Regions from separate parts of the Zea mays genome. Here region 2 is linked to region 1. A link is a contact called in public Hi-C data. All regions are on one chromosome and are shown on one strand. Each heading gives the region's core, a stretch centred on a gene start, on an enhancer-like site or on the middle of the called end of the contact. The rest is flanking DNA. Distances are from core to core; before and after follow the strand shown.

What was found. A called contact is a pair of places that touch in the nucleus more often than the background predicts.
Region 2: a Hi-C map of tassel shows a contact between it and region 1, with 4 times the contacts expected there. The contact joins the promoter of LOC100192825 here to the promoter of LOC100284917 in region 1. A contact is called at or near these places in 9 of 25 Hi-C or Micro-C datasets (ear, endosperm, leaf and 2 more) and 1 of 3 datasets of contacts at active chromatin or transcription factors (leaf).

Annotation. Positions count from the first base shown.
Region 1 is chr8:170,474,413-170,482,130 of Zm-B73-REFERENCE-NAM-5.0, reverse strand. LOC100284917 (60S ribosomal protein L5-1) reads left to right here and starts at 3,183. Exons shown (of 9, transcript NM_001157812.2): 1 at 3,183-3,268; 2 at 4,017-4,089; 3 at 4,176-4,267; 4 at 4,365-4,491; 5 at 4,578-4,657; 6 at 4,744-4,860; 7 at 5,023-5,157; 8 at 5,306-5,475; 9 at 5,560-5,847. The coding sequence starts at 3,266. The coding sequence ends at 5,671.
Region 2 is chr8:170,650,533-170,658,041 of Zm-B73-REFERENCE-NAM-5.0, reverse strand. LOC100192825 reads right to left here and starts at 2,466. Exons shown (of 1, transcript NM_001138016.2): 1 at 1,634-2,466. The coding sequence starts at 2,362. The coding sequence ends at 1,877. LOC100101530 (chromatin assembly factor 1 subunit FSM) reads left to right here. Exons shown (of 13, transcript XM_008658761.3): 10 at 80-484; 11 at 575-712; 12 at 826-871; 13 at 964-1,520. The coding sequence ends at 1,142.

The sequences.
Region 1 (7,718 bases), core at 1,934-4,433:
GTTTTAGTAGTTTCTTTGCTCCGGCTTTCGCAAGCCAAAGCCCTCTGGTGTAACTGTGCTAGTGTAAAAAATTGGATGCCTTCTAATCTCTCTTTTAAATAATACCGTAGACCATTAAAGGCTAATCCTACTAGCTGTTTTTCTGCTAAATGAATTTGAAAGCATCGGTTTCTTGTATCGCGGAATCTCCGGATGTAATCATTAACCGATTCGTCTTTTGTCTGTCGCAATGACACTAAATCTACCAAATCCAATTCATAATCACCGGAGAAAAAATGATCATGAAATTTTTGTTCTAGATCCCCCCATGATGAAATGGAATTGGGAGGTAAAGTGGCATACCATGCAAACGCGGTTCCTGTTAGCGATAATGAAAATAAACGCACGCGAAATGCCTCTGTGTCTGCCAATTCTCCTAATTATGCTAAGAACTGGCCTATATGTTCGCGCGTGTTTTTCCCTTGATCACCCGAAAATTTCGCGAATTCAGGTATTCTAGTTCCCTGTGGGTACGGGTGGTGATCAAATCGGCTGTCATAAGGTTTCCGATATGATTGCCCCCCAGGGACCATGCTTACTCCGAGCTTATCTCGGAACGCCCCGGCTATTTCTTCCCTCATTATATCAATGGCAGCCGGTGCAAGACCACCGGCTCTCTGGTCAAACATAGGTGGGGTTGGTTGCATATTAGTATGTTGTCGTTCCCCCCATTGGTTTGAGCTAAGTGGTGCATTTCCATTTGCTCTATATGGCTCATAGGTTTGATCGTTTCTTTCCAGCCTTTTAGGTGGGGCCGGAAAGCTTTCCTGGGCTCTGGATCCTGAATTAATGGGCTGGTGCATTGCATAATGTGATGGGAAGTGTTGCTGGGACGGGCGAGGATTCAGGTAATAATCCTCCTCAAAAGACTCATGCGCGGACTGTCCGGATATGTACCCGGACCGTCCGTGGTCATATGCGGACCGTCCGTCATTGTATGCGGACCGTCCGACTGGGTAGTTTGGGTTCTGTGTCATATGTGGTGGCTCGGGCGCATATCTAGGTAACTCATTTAAAATAGGCCCGACTGCTGTTGGCCTGGACGGTCCGCGCTCACGTGCGGACGGTCCGGGCATGTGCAGATCGGCTGGTTTGCTGCCGATTTGCGGTTGCTTAGGGTATGTGTCCATCGGCATCCCATAAAGGGGTTGTGACTGGTCGTGACAACCTGTAGCCGATGTGTTACGCGTGTTATCTCCTAACTCAACCTCGTGCGAAGGAAAATTTGCGGTACTAGATTTATCAAATGCACGTACTAGTCTCTTAAGATCGCTTTGCATACCCCCTATGATGTTCTGCATTTGTTCACGCTGATCTTCTACATAATTTCTAAGAGATTGCAGATCGTTGGTATTACTTACATTGGGGATATCTGGCGTGGGTTGGAGCGAAGCCGGATCCGTCGCCCGATGTCGGACGACCTTGTTGTTCCTGTCCACTTTGAAGTTGGCCAAGAACTTTGCTTTCGCCTCCTGGATCATCCGCTCCTTGTGCTCCTCAAACTGGAGCTGCTCGTCAGCCGGCAAGGTTTCCCAAGTCGGCTCTATGATGTTGCTTAGAGAAATATCAGAGCTATCCTTTGAACCGGCCATTGAGGGTCGATTTGATGAGCCTAGATGTTTTTTCCCCAGCGGAGTCGCCAAAAAGTATGTTGACGCCTTTTCGGAGCGCCAAACACTCAACAAGAACCGTGGCGGTGCCCTCTGCACAGGGGCGGACGGTCCGCGCGCGGGGCCGGACGGTCCGCGGCCTGGTGCGAGGCGCGGTGGTACTCTCTGCGCAGGGGCGGACGGTCCGCGGCACAGGGCCGGACGGTCCACGACCTGGTGCAGGAGCTCGGGTTCCCTGCCTGACGGCCGGACGGTCCGCGCGTACGCAGGGACGGCGGGAGATCGCCGACGGCGCCTGGATCTCGCTCCTGGGAGGGACCCCGTCGGGGAGTAGAGATCCTAGGTTGTGTCTAGGCTCGGGCTGGCCGACCTAAACTCCTCTAATCGACGTAGAGTCGAGGAGAGACGAAGAATTTGGGGATTGGATAGCTAAACCTAAACTAGACTAGAACTACTCCTAAGATAAAATGTGAAATAGAAGTTGTATTGATTCGATTGATGATTACAAATCGGCCGTATACCTCTCTATTTATAGAGGAGGGGGGCTGTACCCTTTACAAACTAATTCCAGAGCTTATCCCGCGATTTTAGCTAACAACCGTAGCACAAAACTCGGAACCCTAATCTGCTCTGCGCACGCGCGGACCGTCCGGCCCACAGGCGCGGACCGTCCGGCCTCAGGGCCGGACAGTCCGCCGGCTCATTTCTGGTTCGAACACCATGATTCTTGATCCAAAATCCGATCCAACATAAAAAACCGACCTAAAGCCAAAAAAGCTTGACCCAACATGTCCAGCAGGGATGCACGAGCCAACTCGACTCGATACTAGGTACAGGTCAGACACAGACCATGCCAAACAACACATCACCCGATTTTGACCACCCGACATTTAAATAGATCTAGATTCAAGTCCCTGGTTCATATCAAGTATGCAGAGGAAATACGGCGACACGACGAGTGTGTTGAAGCATGGCTTCACTAGATGACACATGATTTAGGGCTTATTTAGTTCGCGGATGACTGTGCCACACTTTAACTAATATTAGTCGTCGGAATTGAAAAACTATTACTCATCGGAATTGAAATACTAACTTTATAAAAAAACTAATCAAAGTGTGACAAGTTAGACATCAAATAAACCTTTAGTTCATTTTATTAGAGTAGGGGTTAATATGGAAACTCCAACTTTTGGAGAAGACAAATTATCGTTAGTGTGTGCGACCGTGGCCAAACGATACGGCAGGCGCTGCCGCGCCGGTCCAGTAAATATAAATCGTGTTCCTTTTTCTTTTGTTTAAAATGTGGGAGAGAAAAAAAAGAAAATATGTACCAGTAGAGATATCAGGCCCATCAATCCATTAAATAATGACTCACCAAACCTTTATTCTAGCCCACCAACACCGACGAAAGGCCCATTTATTCCAGCACCACGCTCAAATCGATCTGGCCATCCATCCCAGCGACAAGACGCCATCCATCCGTCCACCGGGTAGGGTTTCTCCAGAATTAAAAGGGCCGAAGGAGGCGCCCTTAAAAACCCTTCCATTCACCCGCAGCTCCCATCCTCTCGCTCGCCAGGAGAAGCAGCCGCCGTTGCTGCTGCCGCGTCCACAGAATGGTAAGATCTTGAGCCCTTCCGGTACATTCCTGCTTCTTGAAGCGATTGCTGTCTCCGTGCTCGATCATGTTGAGTTACCGCGGCGATGTTGAGCGCGCTGGTTGGCAGCAGGCTACACTCGTGGAAGCTTGCGAGCTCGTGAAGAACTGAGATCGATGTTTAGGTAGAATAAGTTGAATTGGATGGACCTTGCATCATATTTTCTTTCTGTTATGTCAACACTAACGTTTGGGCGAAGGGTTGGCTTTGGACCCTTCTGCACAATGCACTAAAGGACCCGGTGCTTCTGGTTAGGTCGTTTGATTTAGCTGTATATAATGTATGTTTGACTGCATGCTCTCGTGTGGATGTATTGTTGAATGCATGCAATTTGGTTGTTTCTTATTCTTTCCATGGTTTACGAGTCTCCTTTACCTCACAGGATTCAATTGTTCTGCGAAAAAACTTTGTTAGGCTTAGTAGATCTGTACACTAGAGTGGGTATAACTGTTTTTATACCTTGCATAACTTTGCGAATTTTCTGTCTGACCGTTGTTGATGTGCCATGAGAGCTTGATGTGGTGTCATTGGTTCCTAGACAAGTATTGAAATATTGGTATACTGCTTTTGACATCTATATTGTTTACTCAGCTGTAACTATTGATAAATCTACATATGCAGCTTAGTTATTTCCATCGTCTGAATCCTTGACAGTTTTCAATTCTCAAATTCATCTATGTATTTATGTACCTTTTGGTTCTCTCTCCAGGGGGGTTTCGTGAAGACTCATAAGACCAATGCGTATTTCAAACGTTTCCAAGTGAAATTCAAGAGAAGGCGGGGTATGTTTTCTGCTCTCATGTTGATTGCATTATTATTATTATTTCCTGTGTATTTGATAGTCTTTTCCTATTGATTGTGTTTGCAGCTGGCAAGACAGACTACAGGGCCAGGATAAGGCTGATTAACCAAGACAAAAACAAGTACAACACACCCAAATACAGATTTGTTGTGCGATTTGTATCCTTTGATTATTTGACCATCTGGTTTCTACCTATTGCTATGGTACTTTGAGCTCCAGAAGCATATATTGTATCTCTTAACTAGATATTCTTAGACCAACAAGGACATCACTGCCCAAATCATATCTGCTAGTATAGCGGGTGATATGGTTCTTGCTTCTGCCTACTCGCATGAGTTGCCACGATATGGTCTTGAAGTTGGTCTGACCAACTATGCAGCTGGTATTTTTTCCATGGAAATAATGTATAAATTGCATATTATATTTTAATGTATTTATATATTCTCTAAATCAACACCCATCTTGTAGCCTACTGCACTGGCCTTCTGTTGGCTCGCCGTGTGCTCAAGATCCGTGGTTTGGATCAGGAGTACGAGGGCAATGTTGAGGTAAAATTTGGCCAAATATATAATCTTATTTTAATATCTGATGTTGCATTGGTTTGGTATTTCTGACGGTTCTTTTTGTTCATCAGGCCACTGGTGAGGACTTCTCTGTTGAGCCAGCTGATGAGAGGAGGCCTTTCCGTGCTCTCTTGGATGTTGGCCTTATCAGGACTACAACAGGGAACCGTGTCTTTGGTGCCCTCAAGGTATATATCTTCTGTTTGTTACCATGATATTATATTGGTGTCATTGTTTGTATTTAGCCCATCAAGAATAATCATTTTTTCATGTGCTTGCTGTAAGAGTCATCTCTTGTTGTGGTGAACGATTTCCCATCTCTCTAGCCCCTTTAACGTTTGTTGCCGCAGGGAGCATTGGATGGAGGCCTGGATATTCCTCACAGCGAGAAGAGGTTTGCTGGATTCAAGAAGGACGACAAGCAGTTGGATGCTGATACCCACCGCAGGTACATCTATGGTGGCCATGTTGCTGACTACATGAAGGTGAGTTGTGCTTGCTGCTGAACACATTATTTCATTTCCTTTGTTCCCTCGTGATTACTGTGATATCTACATCAGGGCAAATATTGGACTAGAGGCTGACCGATTCTCAATTGATTTAATTGTTCTTCTGCTCTTTGTTATGTCCCAGAACCTTGCTGAAGAGGAGCCAGAAAAGTACCAGAGCCACTTCAGTGCGTACATTAAGAAGGGAGTTGAGGCTGATGAAATAGAAGCGCTGTACAAGAAGGTCCATGCTGCCATCCGTGCCGATCCTTCCATTGTTAAGTCAACCAAGCAGCCACCAAAGGAGCATAAGAGGTATAGTAGCTACTTTTTATATATAGTTTGGTCGACATAATCCAATCGTTTGCTCTGCCCTGACCTGCCTTCTGCGTGTTTCAGGTACAACCCCAAGAAGCTGACATATGAGCAGAGGAAGGCCAGCCTCATTGAAAGGCTCAACCAACTCAACTCCTCCGGTGGTGCTGATGACGACGATGAGGACGACGAGTAAAGTTAATTGCCATCGAAGTAGTGCTATCTCAATCCAGCGATCAGCAATTGTGTACTGTCTTATGCGGGGACCTGTAGTACTGCAATAGGCATTTTTGTTTAAGTTTTGCGAGGTGAACAAAACTGTTTCTGTTAGTTTCGAGCTTGAGCTCTCAATGTTTACTCTTTACATTGAAATGCTGCCGTTTGGACATGTTTTTTCTGAGTTCTACACCTGCTTGTCTTGCTTATGTGACGGTGCAGTATTGTGCCTTTAATATCAACCTAAACATTGACTGGTTCGTCACTGTAACATTCTCGTTTGATTGGTTTCTTACTGATGCCAGAATATGCAGCAATTAGACTACTAGCGACAGAACGGTAGTTACACTTTGCTTGCACACAAAAACCCAGCTTTACCATCACCTCAATGCACCCCCTTTTCCTCCGCCCTTCTCCAAATCGATTTGTACCTTGCGCATAAATGTTTTAAACCTTTGAATTCTGGTCGACGCGACAATCTGCATGAATCAGCATGATCCTCGTCTGCTGTACGAAGCCCTTCTCCAAATCAAATTAAATCAATTTAAACCTACTCAATCCTATACAATTCACATGGATTGAGAAACAAACAAGCCTCAGTGACAATTAATATGGTAATAGTTCAACTAGCAAAGATTGCCTCACCGCTGTACGAAGATACCAAGATAAATAAAGAAAAGAAAAATACAGTGTATAGCGGTAGGAGGGATATGGAAAACGAGATTGTGTTAGACTGTCTCCAGCAACGTCCTCTATATTCATCCTCTATATCTGTCCTTTACAGTCTCCTCTAAAAGATTTCATCCTCTATATCTCATTTCTCTCCAACAACGTTCTCTAAATCACGTTCTCTATACTCAAATACCCATATTAAAGACATTTTTTAATTTTATTTTTTGTACATACGTATTTATCATACTCTCAAATATATTGTACATATTTTAGTTTTGCTAAACCGGTTATTTAAAGCAGTCAAATGAATAGAGGATCGTTTAGAGAAACTCTATATATAGAGAATCCAGCAGCGTCCTCTAAATTTAAAGGACCGTTTAGAGGACGTTGCTGGAGAGCGTAGAGGACCGTTTGATCCTCTATATTTAGGGTAGAGAACCCTTTAGTGGACCTTGTTGGAGCCAGTCTTATACCTTAATAGTTCATCAGGCCACAACGGCGATTCGCCGAGGCGTGAGCCTCTCTAGAGGTCGCCGACGAGACACATATAAGTTTGTTCAGGAGTCTGTTTTCCTATTTCATTCAATATACTCCTCTGAACAATCATTACAACATTTATAGATTGTCACCCTCACCTGCTAATCCAGCTAATACACTGGCTAATCCACTTATTACAGCCCAATACCGCGATAATACGGTCCTATAGCGTCCCAAGCAACCATTACACACTCAATTACTTAGGCTAGCTTGTTCGCTTGTTTTTAATCCATACCAGATTCTATTGTTTCTATAGTGTTTGTCTTTATGAATTACAGCTGTATCAATCTAAATAGCCGACTTTAATCTAAAACGAACAAATGAGTTAATAAATTATTAGCTGGTTTGAGCGACCACCTCAATCCATTCGCAGTGTCCGCTCAGAGTAGTGCAGCCGCAAAGCCATACCAAACCTGGACCGAAATTCTCTTGAGAAAATCCCTTCAATGCCATTCAAATTTATACCAATCTCTTCAATACCATTGGAATTTATAGCTTCCCTCTAATGCCATTAAATTTAAATTTTAATCTTTTCAATGCCATCACCGTTGGTTTGAAGCTAACGCCGTTAGTTCCATTTAAAACAAATCCCTTCAATACCATCAAAATCTATACTGATCCCTTTAATGACACTAGAAAATAGTTTGGTCTATTTGGGTTTTAAAAATTCCAGAAAAAAATCTAGACTAAATTTTTAGAATTCCACTATTTAAAAAAAAACTTCAGCCCATACTTTTTGAAACTCCAAAATTACTTCAATATGTTAGTTTGATCTATTTGCTTCCTAATAATTTTGAAAAATTATATATGAAAAATTG
Region 2 (7,509 bases), core at 1,217-3,716, 180 kb before region 1:
CTACCATGTGTGATGCCATCCTCAATTAAAATAAATGTGCAATATTCTTTGTTTCACTGTTGGAGTTTCCTTCCTGCAGGGAATACAAATTGAAAGCCTATTGGATGATAAAGATGAGGAAGCCAGTAGCTCACCAACTGGTCAGTGTGCAGAAGTTGAAGAGTTCAGGTCTCTACTGCGCCAACAAAGAGTCCTGAACATTTTAACCGAGCAAGCTCTCCGGAAGAGCCAACCTCTTATTATATCCAACCTAAATCATGAAAAAGCTGAATTACTGACTGCCGAAGACCTCAAGGGGACAGCAAAGATCGAACAGCTATGTTTGCAAGTTCTTTCAATGCACATCTGTCCAGGAGGCGCAGTTGTTGATGTGCCTCTAACTGACAGCTCATCTGCAACTGTTGAAGAAATTAACCAGCCCAATCCGAAGGATGGTTCTCCTGGGGCTGCATCTGCTATACCAGAAACAGATCTGCCAGAAATTGTAAGCACTAAGTGAATCTTAGCAAGCAATATCTATTGTTTGAAGATAGAATGCAGCTGTAGTTTTTATTTTGCTTCAACCCCAATGCAGGTCCAGGTGATAAGATCATGTCGAGATGGTATCCATAAGGTGGTGGAATTACTGCAGCACAAGTTTCCAAATGTTTCAAAGACTCAGCTGAATCGCAAAGTGAGAGAGATATCTGACTTTGTTGACAATCATTGGAAGGTGAACATGCTCTCACATTGAAAATTCCTGTGGCTGATTGTTCATAGTTTCTATGTCAGTAGCATGATTTTTGTTTATTTGGCAAAATGGATTTAACATGTTATGTACTGCAGGTAAAGAAAGAGGTGCTTGACAAGCTGGGATTGGATTCGTCACCAGGTACTTGTATTAATCAGTTTGCTTTTGTTTCAGTAGGATCCATGCATATTTGCCCTTGGAAATTTTTACCAACCATATTACTTGTTTTCCAGTGAAATCCAAGAAGAATAAAAGCATAGCCATGTACTTCTCGAAGAGATGTTTACCTCCTGAAGAGGCTGTCAATGCTCTGTCTGCTTCTCCTGAGTTGCGGTTGAAATCTAGAACCATTCAAAATGGCAATGGTGGCACCGAAGCTCCTCAGATCAATCTGTTCCCTTCAAAGCAGTAGAGTTTGTAACAGGACACCCTGAAAGTCGGATCAGGTATAAATGAGGCTATGCACCCAGGTGAGCACAAAGCTCAGAGGTCCATGTCCCTCCCATGGCTATGGAAGTGCGTGCAACTTGGTTTTGCATATGGATGATCTGGATCGATTATGTTTCCAGTGACATGTTGTAATTTTAGCCAGAAAGTAGGTTTGTTCATGAAGGACATTCAGTTCAAATGTTTGACCTATTGTTAAGGCAAGGCATTGTTCTCTGCAACATGTGGTGTTATGAACATTATGTGCACTCGTGATTCTGCCAAATAAGTAATGTGTCCTGTGACTGGTCAATTGAAGCGCATCTCTTGAGAGAAGTGGAGAAATTTGCTATTTGTCACTCTCGGTTTTGGTTTCCATCTCGTGTCTAGTGCAACCATCTGTGATAATGGCAATGGTAAAATTGCCAATGGCTCGGTGCGACTGGGGCGAGCAAATATATTTTTCACTTGTGGCTTATCAAATGACAGATTTTCTCAGAAATTTGTTTTTACAACCTGTTTGCATCAAATCTGATGAATGTGCATGCAAGTAGTAGCAAAGGCAACAAAAAGCAATGTATATTTGCTTTGGCATTTAACAATTTTGGTTGAACAGGCACAGTAGTACCAAAAAAAAGCAATAGTACATACTAACAGACGGCAAAGAATCAACGAATCTTGTTCATATATCATTCTGAAGGAGCTAACACCAGCGGACGATCAGACATGGTACGGCTGCCGGTTCTTGGCCTGGAGGTCGTCGTCGTCGTCGTCATCGAGGCGGAGGGAGAAGGCGAGCGCGAGCGCGGCCCACTCGAGGACGAAGATGGCGGTGCCGAGGCCCCCGACCATCTTGAGGATGACGGCGCCGTCCTCGTCGCGGACGTAGGACTGAAGCTCGGCCAGGAAGTCGGAGGTGCGGGTGAACGCGAGCAGCGCGACGGCCCCCTGGAAGATGGCGGTGAGCGCGGCCCCCGCGGTGTGCGCGTTGTGCCACTGCGCGGGCGTGGCGGGCGCCGTGAAGGAGCCCGAGCAGCCGGCCGCGGAGAAGACGGCGGTGAGGGCGTGGAGGAAGAGCAGGAGGAGGCCGCACGGGGACGGCAGCAGGCGCAGCGACAGCGTGAGGAAGATGCAGCTGGAAGCGGCGCCCATGAGGACGTAGTTGCACAGGAGGAACGCCTTGCGCGTGTGCGACTTGCCCGCCATTCGACTCGACGCCGCCGGACTCCGCTTGGAAGCTTACCGAGGGAGCGGGATGGCTTGCGGTCGAAGGGGCGAGGTCGAGATCGAGAGAGGGAGGTTTGGAGTGGAGTGGGAGCGGTGGAGTGGTGGGAACTTTATACCTGCGCGGGCGGGCGGGGTGGCGCTGGCGCGGAGGATTTGGCCGTTGGAGGCGTGTCGGCGGCGGCGGCGGCGATGATGAGGAGTGAGGAGCAACGGCTAGTCTGGTGGGTGGGTCCGGACTCCGGAGGGAGGGAACGTGGGGGTCCATTGGCATGAGAAGAGTAGTTGACTGGGAATAGGAACGTTTGCGAACAGCTGACCGTTGGGTCATAGAGGCGGGGACCGGAAGCCACCTTGTGAGGTATTTTCGACCAAATGATACGTGATTAATAACCGTTGGCTCATACAAATAGTAACTAATTTTTAATTTTTGGTCGACGCTATAATATTTTTATGAATTTAATTGTATTTTGATGATTTCGTACAATAAGAAAATAATAATACACCAAATAGTCTAATTTTTCTAAAATTTTACGAAGCCACAACATATGTTCGTATACAACAATAAAAAATACTTGAATCATAAGATCTATAAGATACACGTGTTTCTTCCATTTTATTTTAACTTATTTATATGAGCTACATGTGAAATCAATCTAAGTATCTAAAGTTTCAACATAATAAATACTTTACTTTATTATTTTTATGTGAGGACTTGAGTTATCTTTTTGTATAGAATGTTTGTTAGTTTTTAACCTATTTGCAATTTTTAGTGAAACTATCATATTTTATGAATTTAATTGTATTTTGATGATTTTCTATATAAAATAGTAATAATACACAAATAGCCCAAACAATTCATAATTTTTTTTACGGAGACACAACATATATCTATATATAGTTCTAAAAACATTTGGACTATAAAATCCATAAGATGCTAGTGTTTCTTCCATTCCACTCATACTTATTGCGTGAATTACACGTGAAATCACATCATGTATCGAAGTTTCAACATACTCAATACTCCACTTATTATTTTCATGTGGAGATTTGAGGTTATCTTTGATAGATTGTTTATTAGTTTTGGTAACTTTTTGCAATTTTGGGTCGAAACTAGTGTATTTTATGGATTTAATTATATTTTGATGATTTTATTATAAAAAAATTAATAATGCACAAATAGCCTCACAAATTCATGAAATTATACGAAGGTACAACATATGGCCACATATAGTTATAAAAATAATAGGACCGTAAAATCCATAAGATATCAACGTTTCTTCTATTTTATTTTCACTTATTGCGTGAGTTACACGTGAAATCATTCTAAGTATCCAAGTTTTAACATAATCAATACTTCACTTTACTATTTTATATGGGAACTTGAGATTACCTTCTTATAAAATGTTTATTAGTCTTGATAATTTACTTGCAATTTCGTGGTCGAACAAGAATATTTTATGATAACCAATTAATGCATTATCCGACAAGTATTCGATATCCGACCAAATAATATTCGTATTCGTCACTTATCCGCCCGGGTAAATATCCGGTCCCTGTATCTGTATTCGTCCCGTTTCTAACTATCCATATCCTATCTTGAATCCATTTTAAATACATTAGGGTAGGATACAGGATGAGCTACTAACCGTCCGTATCCGTCCGTTTTCACCCCTATGCAACATCATCAAGCCACATCCAAATCGTATATATAGTACCAAAAGGTCTCTAACAGACGCGACAAAACACCCTCGCATAGTCGCATGCGCCCACAGATATACCCACATTGACCCATGGGGCTAGTCAACCTCGATCATAGGGGCCTCAGTGTCGGAGTCTCTACAGTGATTCGCATACCCAAAAGAACAAATAGGTACACCATACCGGGGTGTATGTCTACGCATTCCAGGGGGTGATACGGGCCCATGACGATAGGTAGAACCGCGCCACGCACGACCGCTCCGTGGGACTGACTCGAGGGATCCCCCACGCACTACTATGAAGATGTAAGCAACAGACTAGCTACATGGAGGCCGTATGACAAATAAACGAGACAATACGCCATACCAAGAGTACGACTACGCATGATCATGCGGAGAACACACACACGACTCAGATAAGCCGATCACACACACACATACACACACTCTCTCTCTCATAGAAAATAGATCTCCACTGTAAAGTTCAACCCTTGAATTATAAAAGGGACATGCTCTCTTTTCTCTAAGGACATACAAGTGCACCTGCTATAACATATCTCAAAGCAATATTACGACTAGCACTACACTGGACTAGGGTAAAATCCTAAACCAGTATAATCCCAGTGTCTCAGTTCCTTACTCGGATCCCGTGATCCATCATTCGGAGCGAGTCCGCGCTTGTATCCTCACCGAACACAAATCTATTGCTCCACTGGTTTTTGAAACCACGACAATTAGCAAGAAAAACAAGAAAGACAAATAGATACTTATCGACGTAGCAAAAATAGCACACTGGTCTGCTTGTAGTTATATGTGCAAGCATTTGAAATACATGCACTTCTATGTGCAAGATGCTTCTTTAAACGGGTACCACCCTCTCTGCTCTTTGTTTCTCTACAATACCTACACTTGAAACCCGTGCCAACCTTCTCTCCATGCTCCCAAACTATGTCCGACGTGTCTCTTACAAGAACAATACATAGCTGACGTAAAACATCTTCACATATATATATCATGTATAAACAGTTAAACACTAACAATGTTTGGACACTAAACTGGTACTTAAACTAGGCAAAAATAGCATCTAACATCTTTACATATATCATATAACATCGTCACATATAGCATATAACATTAAATAAGACTAATATGTCTAAACTGGCCACTAAATGCCTAAACTAGAACTCAATCTTTGCATTAAATCTGGTTTTCCAACAAAAATGGTGGTTTACTGGCGATTTTCGATTTTATTTTTTTACATTTTTTTTAATTTAGAGCGAATTTTTAAAAAACGGTACTTAACCGCCCCGCGGTTTCGGTAAATCGAGCGGTTTACCGCCAAACTGATTGGTTTTGTAAACCTTGCTCAGGGCCAACGAGCATGCTGAGCAAAGGTCAGAAGCCAGCTCTAGAATCCATCAGGCACCTCAAGCCTATATGAGTCACTAAGACACGATATTGTCTTATCGCCTTATGGGCGTGAGGCGTTGTCAGTCACTCCCTCAATAGGGCAACACAAGGGGCATTACAAATCAAGACAAGAGAGTCTCTAATCCCATATAGCATATGTTTTCGAGCCGATTGACTACACCTCATAGCAAAATTATGCCACAAGAAGGCGCACCTAAGAAAGGCTTCATCACAATTGACAATATTGGACGATCATGCATCAAACTATACCAAAGACGTCAGGGAGTGGTTGCGACTTGCGATGTTGTCATCCCCCTCCTACATGACAAAAGCAGTACATAATGTTGCTAAGGCTAAGGAACTAGAGACACTAGACGAAGAATGTCATGAACCATTTGCTTTGTACCTATCGGTGTTTCGGGTCCGACCACGCACCCGGGGTTGCCCCTCAAGGTGCTTTTTGGAGTAGGACGGTGTTATCGACTGTAGCTTGATGATTCGTGCTAAATGCACGAGAGACAGTGGACAGTTGTGTACAGGTTCGGGCCGCTTTGAGATGCGTAACACCCTACGTCCTGGCGTGAGCACTCTATGCAGTGGGTTACAAGGAGGTTCTCTAGTGTTGGAAACGTAGAGAGCCGATGTTGGTGGCTAAGTAATGAGGGATCAATCTGAAGGGATGCCCCCTAGGCCTTATATACTCGACCGTGGGGCGTTACATGCAGATATGATTACAACGTATGCCTAAGAAATAGTGAACCAACTGAGTTTATCATCCTATAATTCAGCCGACCCATCCTCGCTTGGTTCCGTCGTACGGGGCTCCTGCGCGGGAAGGTCGGGTCACTGTTGTGATTACTGCTCGAATTTGTTGGGCCATCTAGGCTTGCGCCAATCTGGCCTTGTGTCGATCCGCTTCACTGGTCGTTCCTCCCTAGGCCCACGAGGGGATGACCTTATGAATTATGGGGCCCTTGGGCCTTTCATGAGGTCTTTTATCCTTCTGGTGGACCCATGGGATATCTGTCCCCCACAGTACCCCATACCCTCCTTAATACATAAGGGAGGTACGAGGTCCCATATAAGGGATAGGATCCTAGACTCATTCAAGTAAGTAGACTCGACTCTAGCAGAATGAACCCACAGACCGAACAATTCAAGATATATAGCAGACCAATTCACGAAATTGAGCATGAGTTGACCCAATCCATAGGATAACATCGTATAATCTCCTATCAACTCAAGGAATCAAGTTTCTTTCTGGGTACCTCTAAAGGGTTAACCACTCAGGGATATGGACCCAGTGAAAGACATACACATGCTAAGACCGTAAATATGGTCGAAAATGGACATGGTCTAGTCAATAAGGAAGAAGAGAAACCAAAAGCGGACGAAAAGAGGAGGAAGATGAGAATGAGATCATGAGATCGAGGATTGTGGTTAGATTTATGTATTTTTTAATTTTTATGTACTATTATTTTAATTATTATACACTTTATAATTTTAAAACTTATAAAAAATGTTATGTTGTTTGATTTCTAAGCGTTGAAACAGATATGCATGAATTAATTAATTCTAAAATAAAAAGTTGATGTGACTTTGGGTTTGTCATGCTTCAGACTTCTATTGCCCAACATTGTCATCGATTTGGTGAAGTATGGTTATCCTCCTCGCTACGGAACACCGCCTGTACATAAAATCTCATCATGCAATAGTGTGTGACGGTCACCGTTCGCCTACTTTCGCGTGGGTGTTTAATTACCTTTGCATGACACCCGTTGCTGCCCTGTCGGAGGTAGGCCTGGGCATTCAATTTACCTAAAATAATTCAGATAGGTTATTACAGTCTGCTACCCGGGTTTGGGTTTTACCCGTTGTCGGAGAGGAAATTCTCCGGCCGGGTGGCGGAATGCACCCGCCCTAAATCCTAAGATGAGGAGGAGCCTTAGCGGTTTGCCTGTTATGTGGATTGGTGGATGAACACACAAGGACACGAGGATTTAGAGTGGTTCAGGCCAC